Regions from separate parts of the Mus musculus genome. Here region 1 is linked to region 2. The links are chromatin contacts, called in public promoter capture Hi-C maps. All regions are on one chromosome and are shown on one strand. The core of a region is the stretch at or near the end of the contact, and the rest is flanking DNA. Distances in the headings are between cores, read along the strand shown.

What was found. Promoter capture Hi-C pulls out the DNA fragments that hold promoters and counts their contacts.
Region 1: a promoter capture Hi-C map of pre-B cells shows a contact between it and region 2, with 8 times the contacts expected there. The contact joins the promoter of H2aj here to the promoter of 1700055D16Rik in region 2. A contact is called at or near these places in 3 of 39 promoter capture datasets (cranial neural crest, liver and pre-B cells).

The regions. Positions count from the first base shown.
Region 1 is chr6:136,805,935-136,809,706 of GRCm38.p6, reverse strand. H2aj (H2J.A histone) reads right to left here and starts at 1,459. Exons shown (of 1, transcript NM_177688.4): 1 at 1-1,459. The coding sequence starts at 1,367. The coding sequence ends at 978.
Region 2 is chr6:134,790,650-134,794,654 of GRCm38.p6, reverse strand. 1700055D16Rik (RIKEN cDNA 1700055D16 gene) reads right to left here and starts at 2,295. Exons shown (of 2, transcript NR_151454.1): 1 at 2,159-2,295. It overlaps Dusp16 (dual specificity phosphatase 16), which reads left to right and starts at 2,027. Exons shown (of 7, transcript NM_130447.3): 1 at 2,027-2,378.

The DNA.
Region 1 (3,772 bases), core at 210-2,709, 2.0 Mb before region 2:
CCGCGTTACGTTAACTCACACGACCCTTTCCTTCCTTGAGGCGCCATCACCCAACTCAACAGTTACGGAAAAGAAGAAACCTGATCCCAGGAAAGCTAACAGTCACCCCTAAAAAAAAAAAAAAAAAATCGGTTTTGCTTTTAAGTAAAATCAGGCTGATTCTCAGAATCAGTGCTGGATAAGAGGCTGCCATGCAGCTAAAACTCGAGGGGAGACAGAAACATATTTTGAGACACGGTCTAATGTAGTTCAGAAACGGCCACAAACTCGCTATCTAGCCACGAAAGGCGTTCTACTTCCCAAATGCAGGGATGAGGGGTAACACCACCGCAAGCACCAAGAGAAGATCATTTTAGGAGCTGCTAAACATACACTACTTAAGACCGAGGGCCCCGCTGTTACGCAACACCATCCAGAGCGCAAACTTCGTGACTCACTTCCGTATTGCACAAGTTACTTCATTATAAAGAATATTGAACACAAGTGTGCAATGTGAAGATGGCTGGCATTCAGATCACGAATACGTAACATCTATTAGCTTAAATACTACCATAAATAACTAGCACCCACCAAGGATCCCAAGTTCCTGTCTTTTCCAAATGGCTAGGGTACATATAGCTCAACCTTCCTATGTATGACAAGCGAGGCAACTTCTTGTTCACAGCTCGCAACACCTTCCCTACCACTTTTCCCTAAGACTGGGGAGTTAGGCAAAGCCAATTCCAGAGTAGCCTCTGGGCACTAGGTCCGCTTCTCCTGCCCACGGTGATGCGACGGGGCTCTCCCAATCCACCCGCTGGGTTCCTCCGGCTCGCACATGGCCACACAGGTGGCCTGCGTCACGCTCAAAGTTGGAACTCGTCCCCACCCAACACCCCCTCGGTCCCGCGACTACACAGCTCTCTAGATTACTCGCTTTTCACCGACTTTATTGGCTGCGGACTGTGGCGGGCGGGCTCTGCACCCGTCTGTCGGGTTCACTTGCTCTTCACCTTCTGGCTCTCCGTCTTCTTGGGCAGCAGCACGGCCTGGATATTGGGCAGGACGCCGCCCTGCGCGATGGTCACACGGCCCAGCAGCTTGTTGAGCTCCTCGTCGTTGCGGATGGCCAGCTGCAGGTGACGAGGGATGATGCGCGTCTTCTTGTTGTCCCTCGCCGCGTTGCCCGCCAGCTCCAGGATCTCGGCCGTCAGGTACTCCAGCACCGCCGCCAGGTACACGGGCGCTCCCGCGCCCACGCGCTCCGCGTAGTTGCCCTTCCGCAGCAGCCGGTGAACGCGGCCCACGGGGAACTGCAGGCCCGCGCGCGACGAGCGCGACTTGGCCTTGGCGCGCACCTTACCGCCCTGCTTGCCTCGCCCGGACATGCTCGACCCCGCGCCTGGAACTCCAACACCGGCTCGCTCAGTTCCGGGACGACGCGCGCCACCCCGGAACTGCCTCGCCAAACTGCAGCCGCTGCCGCCCGTGACAGGCAGGTACCGTACCCAATCAGCTCGCGGAAGCAGAGCCCCCGCCCATCCAGATGTCTCCCAATCAAAAGCTCAAATTTCTAGTCCTAATTTACATAGTTCACAGGCATCCTCAAACTTGTTGGGATTGGCTGCCAGGATGTAGTTAACTGGGTGGTTCGAGTCTGCAATCCCAGCACTAGGGTAGCCGATACAAGATTGCCCGGAGCCTAAGGTCAGCTGTAGATATTCCAAGATCCATACCAGCCTAATAAGGAAGGAACGGAGGGAGGGCAGCGAAAACGGGGAGTTAAGCAAAGCCATACTTGGTTCAAATCAGTAATCCTAGCTTTTGGAGGGAGAAAGAGCTGAAGTAGGAGGATTACCAATACAAAGACAGCCTGGGCTACTTTGTGCGTTATAGACCAAGCTAGGAAGTGAGACCTTATCTCAAAAAATAAAAATGATGGTGTTGGCATTTCTTCTAGGCTCCGCCCCACAGTTACCTGGCAGCAGCCAGGTGTGCCTGACCCACTGTAAAAGAAGCTGCTTGCCCCCCCCCACACACACACCCACACTTTTCTCTTGCTTTCTTACTCTCTTAGCCCTCTGTCCCTTCTCTCCCATTCCCCTACCCCTCTCTCCACGTGTTCATGGCCGGCCTCCACCCGCACACCCCCTCGGCCTTTTCTCTCTCTCTCTCTCTCTCTCGCTCTCGCTCTCGCTCTCGCTCTCTCTCTCTCTCTCGCTCTCGCTACTACCCCCTCAACTCACCTCATGCCCTAAATAAACTACTATACCGTCCTGTGGCTGGTACCTCAGCATGGGCCGCACCCCCTCTACCCCCTACGTGCACAATAACGCTCCTCCACCAAACGTCCCCGGCTTTTTTTTTTTTTTTTTAAATAAAATACAACAGTAAGCAGACTATGGTGTTCAGTGCCTATAAACCCAGCTGATGCAGGAGTATGGAGAACTTGAATTGAGCCTGGCCTAAGAGAGAAACTACCTGGAAACAATCAAAAACCGGAAGCCCAGAGAAGAGCACCTCTGTTCCCTCATACCATACTCATGGAAATTAGTCTCCAGTATAGCCAGGGGCGACTTTCAAATCTGACTATCTGACTCCAGGGTCTGTGCTTGTGAGTGCCACAGCAATTCCGGCTCAGCCATAGCTCCTTGGCTGAATTCTGCCCTCCTAGAACGAGCTTTCGTCATCTGCTCCTTGACACACCCACCTGGAGAGCTAGCTGCAAAAGAAGCTTTGTAGGTTTTCTATTTGTTTTAGTTTTTGAGACTTTTCTTCCTGTAGCCCTGGCAGCCGTGGAACTCACTATAAAAACCAGGCTGGCCTTCAACTCAGAGATCTGCCTGCCTCCCTAATGCTGGGATTAAAGTTGTGTGCAGCCACCAGCCTGGGACAAAAGCTGGTTCTTTGGCCTGTCCTACCTATACCACATGAGGCTGGTCTTTGGACACTGTTGCTGCTCCTGGGGACAGTCCCTTCCTTCTCAGGGCCTCGAGGCCATAGTCACAGACTAGGCAGGAATGCAGTCCTTGTGGATAGCATGGATGAATCTGATAGGATATTAACATTACGTGGCTCTGGGGCTGTGTATGAGCCGGAGAAGAACCACTGGATTCCAGAGGGGAGGACCCTTCGCCTCTGCCTGCCTGCCTGCTGGAGGTTGTCACTTGGTGCTCCATCGAGACTTTAGATTACTCTTAGGCCAAGACACTGGAAACAGAATCCCTCAACTTGTTCTTATGATTCATATGATAGGCCCTTGACATTTGAAACAAACTAAAGTGTTTTTCTTCCACTGTTTCACTCCGGTACTTCAGTTTACTGCATTTCTGAAATTACACAACTAAGTAATGTCAAACGCTGATTAAATGTCATGTAGGTTTTTTTGTATCCATTTAATTAAAATATCATAAATTTACCCTCTCCTTAGTCTAATTGCGATTTTATTTAAATAAACTCCACAGAACCAAGTGAAGTGGGGCCTGTCTGTGATCTTAGTATAAAGGAGGCGTGGACAGGAGAGTCAAGATTGTCCATCGAAGATTGTCCATCGTTAGCTACAGAGAGAGTTCCCACCTAGCCTGAGCTACATAGGATCCTGTCCCAAGATACAAAATATTAAACACACACAGAGAAAAACCAACCCCATGTACTTCTATCTATGTACATCTTTATTTCCTAGCACAGTAATGAGCTAACCAGGAGCTGGGGTCCCCCATACACCTTTGGATCTGAACAATATACTCCACCATCAAGGAGGTATCCCGGAGCCAACTTCCTCAGAATCCTGGCT
Region 2 (4,005 bases), core at 1,046-3,545:
TTACCCAGAGAGCCACCACGCTGGTCCAGCCAGTGTCCCGAGTGCCAGAATTGTCTTGCTACCTGTGTACCATCACACCTGGCTAGACCAGAACATTTAAAAAAACAAACAAACAAACAAACTTTTTTTTTTTTTCCTGAGCTAGGGGACTCCTTATATAGCTCTTTTTCACCTACTCCTCTCCCAACTTCCAAAAGCAGGCGTCTTGGTGGTTGTCAGCTGGTGACGCTGCAGTACCGCGTCCTGCCACGAGAGGACAGGGAGCCGCCTCCACTCAAATCCGCAGAAGGTCAAAGGCACCTCTCCTCTAAGCTGGGTCGGCATCGGCAAGCTCAGCTTGCAGCTTCTGCGGTTCTCACCTCCAAAAGGGCTCCCTTTTTCACTCTGAAAGATGACCTGCAAGTCCCCGGAGGCATATTCCATAATGGTTACCTTAAATGATTAATGATTGCCAGCCTTAACGGGTGCACCTTTGTTGCAGGGTTTAAAGGTGGGAGAGGACTAACAGAAACGTTACCTTTCTAACCCACTCGGAAAGCACGCCAAGCCACCTAGGCGGTGCCCACATCGATTCACCTCAACATACTGCTTGAAGGCCGGAATCCTTACTTCAGTACCCTGCAGATGGCGTGTGTTGAGGGGTACAGGAATCTGGTTCTTGGGCCAGTCCACTCGAAGTGTGCTTTTCTGTCATTGATCTCATCTTTGTTATGTGATATCCACGTGAGTCCTTTTTAGTAGAAGCTTCAAGCTCAGATGCTCAAAGAACACTGGAATAAAGCTTCGATTGTCCTATTCAGTTGCTGAGAGTGGTTGTCGCCACCTCAGGTCTCTCATTTTCCTAAGTAGGTAGTGTCTCAAAACAAAGCTACTTTGAAAAGAAGGGAGAAAAAAGCAAAAGCAAAAGCAAACCAAAACAAACAAAAAACCCAAACCCATGAAAGACTTGGAGTTAAAGTAGGCTCAAGTAGGTCTTGCATCTCTTGAAAGCAAGTGAACTCTGGTTTGACTTAAAGATGATGCTGTACTACCGATGTCGAGAATACTTACTTAATGTGTAAGGGCGTTTTGATTTCATGTTTGTGTGTGCGCCCCATGTGTGCTCGGTGCCCATGGAGGTCAGCGGAGGGCATCAGATCCCCTGGAACTGGAGTTACAGATGGTTCTGGGCTGCCATGTGGGTGCTGGGAATCGAGCCGTCAGTGCTCCTAACAACCCTAAAATACCTTTAACGTCTTATTACATTTTATTTGTGTGTGTGTATTACATTTTATTTATTTATTTGTGTGTGTGTGTGTGTGTAGCGGGGTGGGGAACAGCATGTGGACTGAGGACAACTTTCAAAGGCGGTTCTCTCCACCGCATGGACCCTTTACTTGTTGAGCCATCTCGAGGGCACGCAGAAAAGATTCTTTTAGAAAAAATAATTCTTGGCTGCGTTTGCCCGCACTCGTGTAGTAGGGTCTTTCAAGGACGAAGACATAGGTGAAGATATGTTTGATATCACCGGTGCAGTTTTCCTTCAAGTACCTGTAACTTCCCTCTCAAGAGAAAAGCCCCGGATTTGGGATTCCGGGACCTTCTTACAAAATGATTGACTGCAGCACTCTCAGATCGCCTTGCTTTCCTTCCCCTAGAGTGGGGGCATTGGAGCAGCCGCCTCCGTCGGAGGAGAGACCCCAGCGCGGGCAGGAGGCGGGCGGGCCACAGACCCAGGCTCCCGGGCCGCGAACCCGGAGCGCCGAGGCGCCGCTCGGTCGGCCCGGTACGCGACCCGAGCCCGCCTCCCGGAGGCTCCGGAGGCTCCGGCTCGCGGGGACGAGCGCCGAGGGGCGGGCGATGCGCGGCCTGGGCCGGAGACCCCGCCCCCCCACCCCGCCCCCCGCCCCGCCCTCGCCCGTCTCCTCCTTTCCCCCCCGGGCTCCGCTGAGTTCATTCACTGGGATTGGTTTCAAGTGACGCCATCTCTTTATTTTTAAACCGATGACCTCATCCGCGCTTGAAGTTTCCTGACCAGCGACTCTTTCTCTCTCCCCAACCCCCACACTACCCCCCCTGGTCCCCTCCTGCGGGCATCACCGTTTGGGGGGGCTCTCATCCCGTTTCCAACCATTTACCCTCCCCCTCTCGCTTTTCCCGCGCGGACCCCCAACTTTACCTCAACTTCTTCATCCCTGTCGACATTTTTTTTTCCCTCTTTCGGGGGGCGGTGGAAGAGAAAGTGAAGAAAAGTTGCAAACGCCCGGGCTCTCGCTAAGCTCTCCGCCCACCCTTCAGAGGAGAAGCCCCGGCGGCGAGGAGGACGCGCGAGCGACGGCTGGGCGACGCGGTGACAACGCTCGCTCCCCTCCGCGAGCCTGGAGCCGGCGGCCCCTCAAGTAAGTGTTCGCGGCGGGCCGCGGGCCGGCTGGGAGGCGCGTCCGCTCCTCGTGCCGGCCGCCGCGCGCTCTCCCCGGCCGGGGGCCGGCGGGCCACGGCGGCCCGGAGCGGCGACGGCGGCGGCGGGGGGTGTGTAGGCCGCGCTGGGGGTCGGCCCGAGCCGCGGGGGCGCCCCGGCCTCGCCGCGCCGAGCGGGCGAGCGGGCGAGCGGGCGAACGAGCCCCGGGCCGCGGGTCGCCGGCACCTGGGCGGGCGAAGCTGCTCACTTCCAGACTGTTACACAACACGCCTGCCAAGTGGGGCCCTGACTGTTTCCATAATCCCAAATTCACCTTGTGTGTGTGCAGGCAGCCAGCGAGGCCACCTGGGGAGCGACCGTGTCGCTTCCTTAAACAAGGAAAAAAAAAAAAAAACCCACCCCCAAAACTCAACTTTCATTCCGGGGCTCCCGTCACGGTGTTGGAGGAAAACGGTCCGCCGGTGACTCCTTTATTTACAGTAGCTGTAAAATGTGAGACATGAAAACGGGGAAACAACGGACGGTGTGTGTGTGTGTGTGTGTGTGTGTACGGTGTAGTTTCACGTGGAAAAAAAAAAACCCTAAGGAGGACATACATGCAAACTCTTTAAGAGCGACGGGTTGTTTCCTACAGAAAGCTGATAATACACTTGGGGAAAGTACAAGGAGATCTTAAAATGAATGGCTTGTGCAAAATTGGAAAGAACTTTTCTTAAACGCCTGTTGCAAAGATCCTTGGTGTTTTGAAGTCCTGTGTGTCTCAGATTGTTTGGAGAACGCACACCTCTAATCAGCCCATGATTAGAGAGGAAAAACCTGTTGCATAATCTCATTTGCTGTGGGGTTGGCTGTGCCGTCCCCTGAACCAAGGGGAAGTGAGTTAGGATGAGGGTTTTTAAACCTCTGAGGTTTTTATTTACACAGTGCGCTGGGTGCCACTTTGCTTTTAAAGATTGTAAGTAAATACTCTGCTCTTACAAGCGAATCAAACCTATCGAACCTGCTGGGAAAATGACCAGGTATGTGTTCTCTCCTGCTCACGTTATCTCTCTCTCTCTGAAATAGATTCTCAGGGGGAATAAGCCTCTTTGGCCACTCTGTGGAGCTTGATAGTACATACAGTTAACAACTACTTCCTCAAAAAGCCTACACTTTTTCATCTCCCTTAAAGAAAAGACCTTTAAAGGTAAATTTCAGAAGAAGGGGAAAAAAGCTTAACAATTGAGACAATTCAAATATTAGCGAGCACACTGTGGGAGGCTGTAATTCAGATTTATAGAATTCTCTATTGGGTGAAGACCAGTCGCTTGGAGAAGTAAATTGAAAACTGAAGTGTCTGTGGCTTTGTGTATTCTAGTCAAAATGTGACCAGGCACTGCAAAAGGGTTTTGTCTTTATGTAAAAAATAAAACTGTGGAACTTATTGTGTTTAAAGACATTGTGGAATGTTGATATTTTCATAACATTTACCATCTTATGGACAAATTCAGAACTTCAGCTTGAATTATTAGTTTTAAGGTGTAAGATTTTGTGTTTATCAGAGTTCCAAATGGGGAGAAAATTCGAAGTAAGTTTATTTTGCATTTTAGTAAGTGGTGAATAAGCTG